Linked DNA regions of Mus musculus: regions 1, 2 and 3 are each linked to region 4. A link is a contact called in public HiChIP or PLAC-seq and promoter capture Hi-C data. All regions are on one chromosome and are shown on one strand. Each heading gives the region's core, a stretch centred on a gene start, on an enhancer-like site or on the middle of the called end of the contact. The rest is flanking DNA. Distances are from core to core; before and after follow the strand shown. Region 1 holds the start of Wiz (widely-interspaced zinc finger motifs). Region 2 holds the start of Gpsm3 (G-protein signalling modulator 3 (AGS3-like, C. elegans)). Region 3 holds the start of Cyp4f17 (cytochrome P450, family 4, subfamily f, polypeptide 17). Region 4 holds the start of Adamts10 (a disintegrin-like and metallopeptidase (reprolysin type) with thrombospondin type 1 motif, 10).

Region 1 (3,183 bases), core at 420-2,919, 1.1 Mb before region 4:
AAATGCCAGGAGAAAGAACAAGTGAATGAAAGGGAAGTTAATTTAAAACTAAAGAGGGCCGGGCATGGTAGTTCACGCCTTTAGTCCCAGCACTCGTGAGGCAGAGGCAGGCGGATTTCTGAGTTCGAGGCCAGCCTGGTCTACAAAGTGAGTTCCAGGACAGCCAGGACTACACAGAAACCCTGTCTCAAAAAAAAAAAAAAAAAAAAAAAAAAAAAAAAAAAAAAAAAACCAACCAACCAACCAAACAAACAAACAAAAAAACCAAACAAACCAAAAAACAAAAAACCCAAAAAACTAAAGAGGAGGGCTGGGGCAGAACTCAATGGAACAGCTTTTGCAGAGTATGTGCAAGGGCCTACGTGCAATCCCCAGTTCTATAAAGAACAGAATAAAACAAAGAAGGAAGAGGGGTGTAAGGCCACACTACTGACTTCACCCCTCAGGGTTTTGAATTTCCCATTCCTAACATGAGATACTAAATAACGGAGGCTCTTCCGACAAAGGTTCTAAGTATGATGTGAATTGAGAAGACAAAGAACTTGGCATGTAGGAACCACAGAAGAGGTGCTCGGAATTTATTAGAAGGCCAAGTTTTGGGGGACCAGCCACACCAGATTCCTGTTAAGTCCTTAAACATACCAGGCTCCTCCCCTCTGCAGGGCCTTTGCCCATGCTGTCCCGCCACCTGCTGGGCACGTCCCACCACTCATTCTGTGCTGTGCCTCAAACACCACTGTGTCAGGTGGCTTTTCCTGGAGCGCCCAGCCATGGTCCTGGCACTCAGTTTAATATCTGCATAGCCTGCATAACCTGCCCTTATGACATCTGCTCAGTCGTTCCTTGTCCACCTTCCCTTCTGGAATGCCAACCCCTGGAGGACAGGGACTTTTGTCTCTTTATGATTATTTCCCCAGCACCCAGAACAGAAAGTGGCACAGCAGGTGCTCAGTGTTTAATAAACGAACAACAAATTGTGAGGTGGGGACAGTGTGAGCTAGCCTTGTATGGGGTAAATCAAGATGGAAAGAGGCAACTCGAATCTCCCCAGACTTTACCTTACCACTAGAGGGCACTCGCTCAGGAGCTCCACTCCATCAAGACTGCAAGAAGGAACAAGTGGGCTTTGGGCAAAGAGCTCAGGGTACTGACATGGGATTTGGATACAGCTGGTGTCCAGCTTAGAGAGGAAAGCCAGGACACTACAAGTATGAATCCCAGTTTCTTACATCCAGTCATGGGCTCCCAAGACATCTGTTTTCATAAGGGCAAACTGAAAAGCGGTACGTGGAGCACTAAAGGAGGCTATGTGCATCGAACAGAATTCCAATTGCAACTCAGCCCCTGCTGGGTGGGGTGACCTGACTCTCTCTGGGCCTGGGGGACCAAGTGGGAAGCTTCTTTAGGGCCACAGAGCCCTCTTACCAGAAATGCCACTTCTGCCATCCAGAATGTCTCGAGGGCCTTCTTTGGTGATTGGCAGGTAATGAGAAGATGGAAAGATATCACCTTCCCCCTCAGCAGCCTCAGCCCCACTCTCGATGTCCTCTCTTGGAGCGGGGCCTCGAGGATGATCCGGGGCAGCCAGGCCACCTGCCAGTAACCCCTCCATGGGTGCCAGCCGTGAATCTTCACTCAGTACCTGGCAGGTTCAGCAGGACATTGTGGGCCTGGAGACAAAGACAAGGAAGACCTTAAGAGAGTAAGAAGAGAATTCTGTTTGTTCTCCCCTCTCTCAGAACCCTAGTCCTCTCCTTCAAAGCCTATGGCCTCAGTTTGTCTCTTAGTTGAAGTGAGGGGTTAAGTGGTGTTGAGGTTCCATTCACTCCTATTATAATCCAATCACCTCTACTGGGAGCGAGTCTCAGTACACTAAAGCGTTCTCTTTCCCCAGCTTCTTCACAGCCTCCATTCACCACAGTTACACACGCACATTCAGTCACCTCAGCCCTCCCTCATCACTCCTTCCACCTCCACCTATTCCTCCCATGGCTCACTCACAGCTTCACCGTGTCCAGCTGCTTTCCTGTGACTGCATAACCTACAGCCATGCCTCCAGTTTCCAGGGTCCCCGCTCTCTCCCCAGTGCAGGGTCTCGAGGGCCCCCATCTTTGCCCTTATACTTTACTCACTTCTGTTGCCCCGTATCAATTACCCCTACACTTTTCCAACATTCACATCCTTCTCCCTACCCAGGAATGTAGGGTTATTAACCCCTTAGCCTCTCCACACGCTCAAGTGACCCCACCATTAACCCTTTCCCTTCTCTTAGCATGATCTCTCATGCATACCAAGCCTGGGCTCCTCCACCCTGCCACCTTCCAATAGTATTGCTTGCATCCTCCACCGATATTGGTTGTTCTGGCCCGAGGATGAAAAGGACCGATGGGGCTCCTGTTTCAGAAATAAGGACCCTGGGGGGGAGGAGGGCGATTGTCCTCTCCACCTATAAATACCTTCAAGGTAGAGCAGAAAGTGAAGGGCAGGAATGAGGCGCTCTCCCCAGGGAGATGGTGGTGAGGCCCGGCCCAGGCAACCGGGGCGGGGCCGGGGCTCCAGGCCTGGTAGCAGGCGTTGCCCTCGAGGGCCTGGGCGCTCCCGGGGGGCCCTACACAGGGTGGGTTGACAGTCTTGGCTGGAGGGGTCCCTGCCCAGGCCTGGAGAAAGCACCTGCGGGTGCCCACTCGGGTAGGCACTGCTGGCGGGGATCGGGCAGGACCGCAACTTCGGAGCACTTTGGCAGCTTGGGGAGGGGGCTCCAGTCCAGATGGTCGTTCCCTACCCCACCTCCCGCAGGGGTCGCAGAGGTAGGGGCGGCGCTGCGCGGACGCACCCTGCGGGGAAGCCAGGGTCCCCAGGATGCGCCCTTCGCCCGTGCACCTCGGGGCGGGAGACCCCGCGGGACGAGCTGAGGTGGGGGGGGAGACACCTGCCTCGAGACCCCCGATCCTCCCCCCACCTGTACAGCCCCGCCCCCTGCAGGCCCCGCCCCTGCAGGCCCCGCCCCTCCCCCGCCCCAGGGGGTCCCGCCCGGCCCGACCGGGCCCAGGCCTCCCCTCCCTGCTCCAGCTCCGCCCCGTCCGCGAGCTTCCCGGGCTGGGTCGAGCCTCACCGGGGGAGGCGTAGTCGCTGGCCGGGAACTCCCCTACTTCATAGGGCCGTCGCTGCCACTACAGCTGCTGC
Region 2 (2,958 bases), core at 172-2,671, 1.1 Mb after region 4:
CCTCTCTCTGCCTCCCCACAAGGACACTGGTGCAGGGATGAGGCCATGTTCTCCAGTCACTGCTATCTCCGAGAACCCCAAACTCATGGATAATAAAGCTAATTTGAAGTGCTACTTTATCTTCTGAGGGACTAAAGGGTGAGATGGAAAAAGTGCATAGTGTTTGGGAAATTCAATACTCCAGAATCATTCATATAGTGAGGGGTTAAATATAAATTAAAGGCAAACCGACAATCTGGGAATTCCAGTTCATCTGGGATATCACTGAAAGTGAGAATCTCCAATAGTTTTCAAATATACAAGGTGATAACTGTGTCCCTCATCTAAGACCATTTAGCTATAACAAAGATCCCTAAGGGCTCAAAGACAGGAGGGTCTCGAACTGCTCATACTTCATTAGGCTTTACCCCAATGCTGATAAACCAGGAGGCATTCTGGAAGATTATCCACCATTTGAAGGGCATTCACCATGTGCCAAAGTGCCTCCTTACCAGTAAGCCTTAGTAATGCTGTGAGGTAAATGACACGCAGTTGAGGTGCCTATTTAACGTACCAGAGCTAGCTCACTTGGCCTCCAGGTTCTCCCAGCAACCCCCAGTCCCTACCTGCTACAGGATATGGCTATCATACCCTGCCCCCTACCCCTGCCCTGAACTTTCCAGACAGCCTGAACTGCCCTTCCCCCAGAGGCTCTCTACCCTATATAATCCAGACATCTTGGTTACCTATTCCCTCTCTCTGTGCTCTCTCTCTCTCTCTTTCTACCTCCCTCCCTCCCGCCCCCTCCCTCTCTGCCTCTTACACTTTTATATGCTTGTTTTTTATACTTTTAATTTGGCCTGAATTGGCTCATTATATCAGCAGAGAAACCTATTACAGCCCACCTTACCCTTTCACACTTTGAGGCTCTCTTCATACGATTTCATGCTCCGAGTCACTCGGCTCCAACTTCACAGGGCAGACAGCCTTTTGAAGACCCCAGATGTCTATCCGTTCTGCTCCCTTCCTGGAGCTACTAGAACTGATTGAAGGCTGAGCTAAAGTCAGTATTCCACTCTCAAATCCCTAGGCAAGTTTTCCCCTCAACCTTGTCTATGCTAGCTTGGCCGCCAGTAGACATTCCCTCATACTCTCCACCGTCGGCAATGCTTGGGGCAGTGATAACTCCAGCCCCAGTCTCTGGCTACTTTTACTGTGTTGGGCCAGTGTTAGGGCATAAGATGTATTGCGAGGAATGCATCCGGGGTCAACAAGTCTTCTGCTCCCCCCCCCCCGCCCCCACCAGAACCATGTCTTTCCCTGATCCAGTAAGTCAAGAGAGATGAGAAGGGTCAAATCCTAATCAGGATCAGTCTTAAGGAGAGAATGAACCTGGTTTGGGGGAGGGGGATCCCGAAGAGTGAAACCACTTCCTGTGTTGTAGCTAGTTCCGGTGTTGACAGAGAAGAGCTGGAGGGGAGGTGGGGATGGTGGAGCAGTGTGGCCGGCTAGGGGGTTACTGAGGCTCTGGAGATGAGCCGGCAGGAATCCGCCCTGTCAGGAGCTTGCTCCACTCCTGCAGCTGGAGTCTCTCCCAGTCTCTGTCCTCCCCTGGGGCAAGAGAGGTCAAACAAGCTGTTTGGGTGGGAAAAAGAGGATGGAGGAAGTTGACAGAGTTGGGCGGGGCCCATGGGGGGGCTGACCAGGAACCCGGCTTCCTGCTCAGTACCCTGGCATCCAGCCCCCAGCTCACCCCCACCCCGTCCAGCCCCCATTCCCCTCAGGAACCCAAGGTTCCGGGTCCTCCTCCCAAATTCCAGCTACTCTTCCCCATCAGTGTCTCTCCCCAAGTCCAGGGATGGAGGCTGAAAGACCCCAGGAAGAAGATGGTGAACAGGTGAGCTGCTGGGGTGCCGGGTTGGGGAACCAACCCAGGGAGAAGGGACATGTGGGACCTAGTGACGGGTGGACACAGGAGACTTGGGAAAGCTTGGGCACACCAAGACAGGAACAAAAACACAGGGGAAATGGGTCACTGGCCTAGCCCTCCACCCACACACACCTCTGACTGGAATGAACAACATGTCTTGGTATCAGAGTCTCCCGCAGGATGATCAGGGATGGCCCCCTGTGAATGCCACCGCTCGGCCTTGGAGATCTGCTCCTCCCTCCCCTCCTCCTCCTGGAACCCGACACACAGGTACCCCACCAACCCTGGAAGATCTTGACCCTATCACCCAGGCTACCCCAGTGTAGGTCCACTAACCATCACACCTGTTGGTCCCTAGCTCGTCCACCAGCTCACCTGTCCCCACCGCTTGCTACTCCCATTCTGCCATAGCCTCTGGGTCTGAATCCTCCTCCTTCCTCTCCCATAGCCCTAGGGCCCCGTTCTGGCTCCCTGCTCTCCCTGCAGACTGAGCTCCTTCTGGACCTAGTGGCCGAAGCCCAGTCCCGCCGCCTAGAGGAACAGAGGGCCACCTTCCACACCCCCGAGGCCCCACCAAACCTAGCCCCAGCCCCACCCCGGCTTCTTGAAGACAAAGAACAGCTCTACAGCACCATCCTTAGTCACCAGGTAAGGCACATCCCACCCCACATGCATCCATGGAGACAAGACCCAGGTCTCCTAGCTGGCCTTCTGCCTGAGCCCTAACTTCTTTGTCCCTAAGCATATGTCCTTTGGTAAGCCTCTAGTCTCCCCATCCCCATCACAGATTTCCTATCTGCCCCACACCAACCCTGGCCTCTCTTACCCAAAACCATTATGGGCTACCAATGCCCTTTTCTCCCTCCACGTTTCTAGTGCCAGCGGATTGAAGCCCAACGGTCTGACCCGCCCCTTCCCCCCGGGGGGCAGGAGCTTCTGGAGTTGCTGCTGAGAGTTCAGGGTGGAGGTCGAATGGAGGAGCAGAGATCCCGGCCTCCTACACACACCTGCTGAGACCGGAGCTCCTCACCAGTCCCTTCTCTCTGGGA
Region 3 (3,409 bases), core at 721-3,220, 1.0 Mb before region 4:
GCATGAGTATTCTGGTGTGTTTAGATGGAATGTTCTGCAAATGACTGTAAATTCCGTTTCATCAATGATGCCATTTAATTCAGATATTGTAAGAATGTAATGTTAGGCCCTGTGGTGTGGCCATGGTGGCAGTTCAGATCTTTGTGGGTTTGAGGCCAGGACTGATCTACAGAGCTAGTTCTAGGACAGTTGTTTGGTTTTGGACAAACCAAAACCAAAACCAAAACCAAACAACAACAACAACCCCCCCAAAACCTAAAACCATAGTCTCAACACACACACACACACACACACACACACACACAAAGAATGTAATGTTAGAATCCAGCTGCTGTTCAGACTGTAATACCTTATGGCCTGCCCCTTCTTCCCACAGATATCAACAGGCACCCCATGAGGACACTGCCTCTTAATCTAGATTGAACTGAGGTTGTCTGGCTTGTGTTGACTATGGTGGTAAGAGCTTTTTACCCACGGAAGCATCTCACCGGGTTATGAGTGACTTCTCTATTCTTTCTCACTAGTTTTCATTTGAAGATTCTTTTGTCAGATGATAGAACAGCAACACACTTGCTTGCTTGTGTTCTAGGTCCATTTCCTTGGCATACCCTTAAAAGTCTGTGAACTAACATTTTATTTATTTGTGTGTGTGTGTGTGTGTGTGTGTGTGTGTGTGTGTGTGGGCACACGTGCCTGTCATGCCATGGGTGTGGAGGCCAGAGGACAGTTTGCAGGAGTCAATTCTCTCCTTTCATCATGCTGGTCAGTTCTATGGAGCAGAGTGAAGCTGTTAGTCTTGGCTGCAGGTGCATTCACACTGAGCCATCTTCCTGTCCCCTGAGATAGCTTAGCGTCCTTTCACCCTGAGCTAGAATCTTATCTGCCTCTTGTAGTGAGATATTTCTTAGAAGCAGCAGATCCATGCTTGTGCCTTTATCTGGGGTGCAGTTGAGACTGAGAACACCCGAGTTATTGAAAGGTGTTTGTTGATTCCTGCAATTTTGTTGATTTTGTTTTCCTCCTTCTTCCTCTCTTGCTTTAATAATATTCTAGTGTGTTTTATTTATTTATTTATTTATTTCCTGGACTTTGTGGCCTGATTTCCCCCTCTTCAGCCTGAAGGATTCTATCAAGCATCTTCTGTAGAGCTGGCTCAGTGCTCATAAATGCCTTTGTTCTATTTTTACCGCTGATAGTTAAAAAAAATGTCCTTCTTTATGACAGACAGCTTTTCTGGATGCAGCAGTCTGGGTTGGCAGTTATAGATATCTTTTACGGCTTGAAGTCCGTCACTTGCGCATCCTTGGGCTTTTACCCTTTCAGTTGAATGAATAATAGTGTTATTCAGATGGGCCTGCCTTTGTATTGTGAATGGTGTTTTTCTCTTGGAGCTCTCAACGTGGTGCTGCTGACCCGGAGCCCACAACCCCCTCTCTCTTCTCGCCTGCCTGGATTTCCCCACGACTGGCGGCTCAGCTTGACCCCTCCCACCTACTTCCTAACTGAACTCTGGTCCCTCAGCTGGGAGTTTTAATCTTCAGAATCTCTTTTAGTCCGTTCCAGCACGGCCGGATTCTTTGTTTCTGGAAGTCTTGTCTCCACTCGGAACCTGGATTACTTGGAGGGAGAATTCTGCCAGGTTGTGCAGCTGGTAGGCAGAGGCTCGGATCCTTTCAGTCCGAACTGGAAAACACTGCCTGCTGCCCTCTAGCCTGCAGGTCCTCAGAGGACCTGCGGAGCCTAGTGAGAACGGGACAGATTGTAAACTTTGGGTCTCTAGACACCTTTGTCTTGGTTCAGATGGAAGGTGTTGAATCCTGAGGACCCTGCTTGCCTGGACATGTGACCCTGGATTGGCTCCAATTGCTTCGGGTTGGCCCCGCCCCCGCCCCGCCCCCGCCCCCGCCCCCCGCATTTTGATATTCTACCCAGGCTGGGAGGAGGGCTCTGGGCCACCGAGGGATTGGCTCAGTCCAGCTCATCGTCCTGCTCAGCCGGTAGCCAGGATCAAAAACATTTCCAGGGAAGAGCGGACGTTTCTGGGACGCATTACTCCTGAGAAAAGGTGCCGGACTTGGGACACACGGAAGGCCCCTACTGAACAGTGGAAGCTCTGTTACAGCTGGGGTGGCTCTGCAGGCAGGCCTGATTTCCCAGTTACTACGCTACATACCTGTGCTTCAGTCTAGGCCAACGCAGACTATAAACAGATCCTATCTGCCTCTCTCCTGCCTGATTCTCTGTCTCTCCGTAGCCCTGGGTGTCCCTTTTCCTTCCTGTGTTCTAGTCCTCTAAGTCACCATCTCTGTCCAGTGACCATGGAGGGCCACCTCTGTCTCCTGGGCCTCAGGATCTCACTTCTGGCCTATCTTTCTTGCAGGATGCTACAGCTGGGCCTGTCCTGGCTGGGACTGGGGCCTGGAGCTGCCTTCCCATGGCAACTTCTGCAGTTGGTTGGGGCCTCCTTGTTCCTGGCTCGAATTCTGACCTGGATTTGTGCCTTCTATGACAACTACTGCCGTCTCCGCTGCTTCCCCGAGCCCCCTTCGCGGCACTGGTTTTGGGGTCACATGAGCATGGTGAGTGTGGCAGCAGGTAGGTCTGGTGTGTCAGGAAAGGCTCTTAGGAACCTGGGAGTCGTGAGAGGGTGGAGAGGTGAGGGAGGGAGGCTGAGTGAGTCTCTATCTAGTCACATACCCGGCATATCTACTCCTGGCCTCTGTCTACACCACGTTTTGAGGCTTTTTTCTTTTTTGCCCTTTCTCGTTCCCAGCTAACTTCGGATCACATTCTGATAAGAACTCATGTTTTAAGATCTCTTTCTGTTGCTTGTTCAGTCCTGTTCTGTGTTGTTAGTGCCCCCCACCCCACCCCACCCCAGGATAGGTTGAGGGAGCAGAGCTCTCCCCCTCAATGTGCTATTTCACTTAACGTTGTTGGAGTTGAGCCTTTCTAGTGGAATAAATTGGGTATGCTCCTTTCTTAGCCCATCTCTGCTGGCCAGAGTCTCTTGAGGGACAGCGATGCTGAATGGCAGAAGTTGACATCCCTCCTCTCCAATTTTTAAAATTCTTTCTCTCTCTCTCTCTCTCTCTCTCTCTTTCTTTCTTTCCTTTCTTCCTTCCTTCTTCTTCTTTCTTTTTTTAAATGAGATTTATTATATATTGTATATAATATATAAAACATATAATATATTTTTATATATTTATTATATATTATATAATATATAAAATATATAATATATATATATTATATATTATATATATATTTTATATGTATGTATCTTGCCAACATTGGTGCTTGTGTACCATGTGTGTGCCTATTGCTCAAAGAGTTCAGAAGAAGGCATTGGATCTCCCAGAACTGGAGTTATAGGTGGCTGTGAGCTACCTTGTAGGTTTTAGAAATC
Region 4 (3,180 bases), core at 49-2,548:
GTGCCTCAGGCCAAGGGGCCCAAGGGGCAGTTCGGTTAGTGGAGGCCAGGGGTGGGTATGGGTTCTAGGGATTGCAGTATGTAAAAGTTAACAGCCCCTCTGGTCTGGCAGGGTGTCCAGAGAAGTTGGGTCCGGGCAGGAGGGTTCGGGCACCATAGGAATTTTTCGTACAGTGCATGAGCCCTTAACATGCCATTTCCAAGTTCAAGACTAAGTTCAACGTAGAGACAGAGAACTACCTGTATCCCTAGCTGAACTCAGAACAGAGGGAATGTTTGTGGTTGAAACTCTCCTGCTCCCTCCCACAACCACCCCTCTTCCTCCCCTGCTCCCTACAAAGGCTGTCATTACCCCATTTCTAAGGATAAGAAAACCTAGAATCAGAGTCGGTCAAGGCCAAGGCCAAAGCCCACTGTGGGGGCCAATCTTGGAATTCTGAGACCAGGGGTAATGGTGTAGAACACTCCCACAATCAGGCCTGGATTGAAGCTGGTTGGAATCCCAGCTTTGCTCCACTGCACTGGTCATCTCCTGCATGTACAAACTCCTCGTAGATTTAAACACTGTGTCCCAAAGATGATCATGACGCCCCCCTGGCTGGACTTAGTTTTCACATCTGTAAAATGGAACTGACTAGGTCCTCTTCACTGCTAGAGAGTTAAAGCAAGTGAACTCAAAAGCAGAGCCAAAGCAGATCAAAGCCCCCGGACCGGAGCTTTGTGAAGGCTGGGACCCAACTCAGATTTATTCACTCAGCCTCGGGCACCATGCCTGGCACACGGAGAGGCGCCCAATAAATGTTTGCTTGAGCAAGGACCAGCCCTCAATAAATAACAGCTGTTGTTGACTCGGCTAACGGAGGCAAGGCACTGGGCTCTCCCCTTGTCTCAACCCCCTCGCTAGCCCCCAACTCAATTTTGCCCCTTTCTCCAGGACCCCCATCTCCTCCACCTCTTTCTATTCAAACTTTCCTCCCTCACAATTTCCCGCCTAACCCCTCCTTTCCGTCCTCCCCCCCATCCCCCTACTGTGTGCGTCCACTCCTCCCCCACTCTCCACCTCTGTCCCTTCACACCCCCTGCCTTCTTCTATCTCCGCCCCCAGCCTCCCCTCTCCCGTACCCCCCCCCCCAACCTTCTCCAACTCCCATCCCAAATTCCTCCTCAGCATCTCCACCCACACGGGCGCCCTTCGCGAGGCGGGGTAATCCGGGCTCCGGGGTCCTTGGCTTGGGTCCAGCCTGAGGCCCTGGGCGGCGGCGGCGGCGGAAGCAGCAGCAGCGGCGGGCGGGGTTTGGGTTTTTTTTTTTGGTTTTTCTTTTTTTTTAATAACCCTGGCAGGCTGCTCAGGAAGTGAGTGCCTTCCCGCGCCCCCTCCCCCGGCCACGCCACCGGGCGCTTGCTCCCTCCCTTCCTGTGCGCCGGGCGGTGAGTCTGTGCGTCTACAGCGGACCGAAGGCTCCAGGCACGCAGGTACTGGCGATCTGGGGACCCAGTTGGGCGGCGCAGTCACCGGAATGCAGTGATTATAAGTGACTTTGTGTGTCTCGGGGACAAGATGTGCTGGACGGATCCCGTTGTGCGAGTGCTGTGTTGGTGCCGAATGTCCCTAAGTGTTGCAGATACAGACTGCCTGTTTGGGTTGGCTCAGGTTTGGGGCGGGGGTCGAGGTCAGCCACGTATCCAAATGGTTGTGCTTCTGCGGATTGTATGACCTTATGGCTTTCAGCATCTGGGAGCGACTGTGTGGGCAGACTGTTGAGGTGTGTTGAGTGTTTGCCTAAGTGAGGGTAAGAAAAATGCCTCTCGTGCATGTAAATGCCAAGTGTGTCTGTCTCTGAATATTTGCGTTTCTCAGGAGTGTTATTAGTGGAAATGCCTGCATGCATATGTGTCTGAGTTTGTAGAATTTCTTAGTTCCCCCTGCTATGAATGTGTAAACTTGTGCATGTGTGTGTGTTAACTTTCTGTGTTAAATGAGCGTGTATAGGCTGCTAGGCTTGTGGCTTGTCTTGGACTGTGTAACTGTGCACATAGGCCTGTTTGTCTGGGTTTATGGGCTGTCTGGGTGTCCATGTGGAAATATGTGTTTCTGTATACATAGGTGTGGAGGTATGTAGTTGTGTGTGTTTGGGTTTAGTGAACCAGGCCTTCCTGCTATTCAAGTGTGGGTTGCCCTATAGAGTGTGATTGTGTTTGTTTGTGTGTCTGCCTGTGAGAGTGGAGCTGGGGCTGCTACTTCCCCTCAGATGGTCATCTATGCCACAGAACTCTGAAGCAAGGAGCCTCCCTACCAGGGGGAGACACACTTTAATTAACAGCTGGTTGGTGGTAATGGGAGTGGTGACCTGTGCAGCCCCTCCCCTTAGGCCTCCCCTCTGGCTGGTCCTTTTGTCTGTGTGCTCACAGCAGCCAGGCCAGATGTGCAGCGCCTGGAGGAAGCCTGCTGCCTCAGGCTGATGGCTGCCTATGCCTGGCCAAAGAAGCTCTGTCCTCCACTGAGAAGCCTCCACCTCTTTAGCTGGGTTTCCCGCACAGCCTACAAAAGTCTAGGTGTGGAGTGCTGGTCCCTATAGGATCCCCAGGATGTGATGGAGCCACACACATTCCCGGGAGGCTTTTCCCTCTTCCAGCACTTGTGCCCTTCCCCCAGGCTAGTGGCCTCCCTGCAGCCTGCCAGAGGAGGGGCCTGGGGGACAGGGGCCAAGCCTAGGTACACACACACACACACACACACACACACACACACACACACACACACACACACACAGGAGAGACAGAGACAGACAGATACATATACACACCCATAGTGTCATCTTGTGCCCAGCCAAACATGCGACTCCTCTCAATTGTAACTCATCCTCAGATTGGCTTTGTCTGCCCCAGACCTACTGACTTGTTTGTGGTCTCTCCTGTAGCCCCATCTTGGTATCATTCCTACCAGTAGCTGTTACCCTGTGGGCAGGTGTGGCCACCCCATCAGTCACTCACCCAGTAGAATCCTTTTACCCTGCCTCCAGTTTTACCCCATCTGAGCCAGAACCACTAGGTAGCCTGTGCAGTTAGTTATTGGGAGGGGGAACTCAAGAATAGAAGATTGTGATGGCTTGACTTGGGGGTGGGGGGTGGGGTGGGAGGAGCTAAGCACCAGAATCAGGTTCTACTCCTGCCTGGTAGGATT

Evidence for each region. Promoter capture Hi-C pulls out the DNA fragments that hold promoters and counts their contacts. HiChIP or PLAC-seq counts read pairs in DNA pulled down with a chosen protein or histone mark. Capture Hi-C pulls out chosen DNA fragments and counts their contacts.
Region 1: a promoter capture Hi-C map of adipose tissue shows a contact between it and region 4, with 2.3 times the contacts expected there. The contact joins the promoter of Wiz here to the promoter of Adamts10 in region 4. A contact is called at or near these places in 8 of 39 promoter capture datasets (the 3T3-L1 cell line, 3T3-L1-derived adipocytes, cranial neural crest and 4 more), 1 of 115 datasets of contacts at active chromatin or transcription factors (embryonic midbrain) and 1 of 9 other capture datasets (adipose tissue).
Region 2: an HNF4G HiChIP or PLAC-seq map of pancreatic cancer cells shows a contact between it and region 4. The contact joins the promoter of Gpsm3 here to the promoter of Adamts10 in region 4. A contact is called at or near these places in 2 of 39 promoter capture datasets (liver and pre-B cells) and 1 of 115 datasets of contacts at active chromatin or transcription factors (pancreatic cancer cells).
Region 3: a promoter capture Hi-C map of the 3T3-L1 cell line shows a contact between it and region 4, with 3 times the contacts expected there. The contact joins the promoter of Cyp4f17 here to the promoter of Adamts10 in region 4. A contact is called at or near these places in 10 of 39 promoter capture datasets (the 3T3-L1 cell line, the HPC-7 cell line, frontonasal cranial neural crest and 5 more) and 1 of 15 datasets of contacts at CTCF or cohesin (large pre-B cells).

What each region holds. Positions count from the first base shown.
Region 1 is chr17:32,386,148-32,389,330 of GRCm38.p6, forward strand. It overlaps Wiz (widely-interspaced zinc finger motifs), which reads right to left and starts at 1,670. Exons shown (of 11, transcript NM_001372227.1): 1 at 1,426-1,670. The coding sequence starts at 1,612.
Region 2 is chr17:34,588,385-34,591,342 of GRCm38.p6, forward strand. It overlaps Gpsm3 (G-protein signalling modulator 3 (AGS3-like, C. elegans)), which reads left to right and starts at 1,422. Exons shown (of 4, transcript NM_134116.5): 1 at 1,422-1,876; 2 at 2,077-2,179; 3 at 2,358-2,557; 4 at 2,786-2,958. The coding sequence starts at 1,838. The coding sequence ends at 2,923. It overlaps Notch4 (notch 4), which reads left to right. Exons shown (of 30, transcript NM_010929.2): 30 at 1-159.
Region 3 is chr17:32,504,514-32,507,922 of GRCm38.p6, forward strand. It overlaps Cyp4f17 (cytochrome P450, family 4, subfamily f, polypeptide 17), which reads left to right and starts at 1,971. Exons shown (of 13, transcript NM_001101445.2): 1 at 1,971-2,065; 2 at 2,381-2,579. The coding sequence starts at 2,382.
Region 4 is chr17:33,522,787-33,525,966 of GRCm38.p6, forward strand. Adamts10 (a disintegrin-like and metallopeptidase (reprolysin type) with thrombospondin type 1 motif, 10) reads left to right here and starts at 1,299. Exons shown (of 25, transcript NM_172619.4): 1 at 1,299-1,472.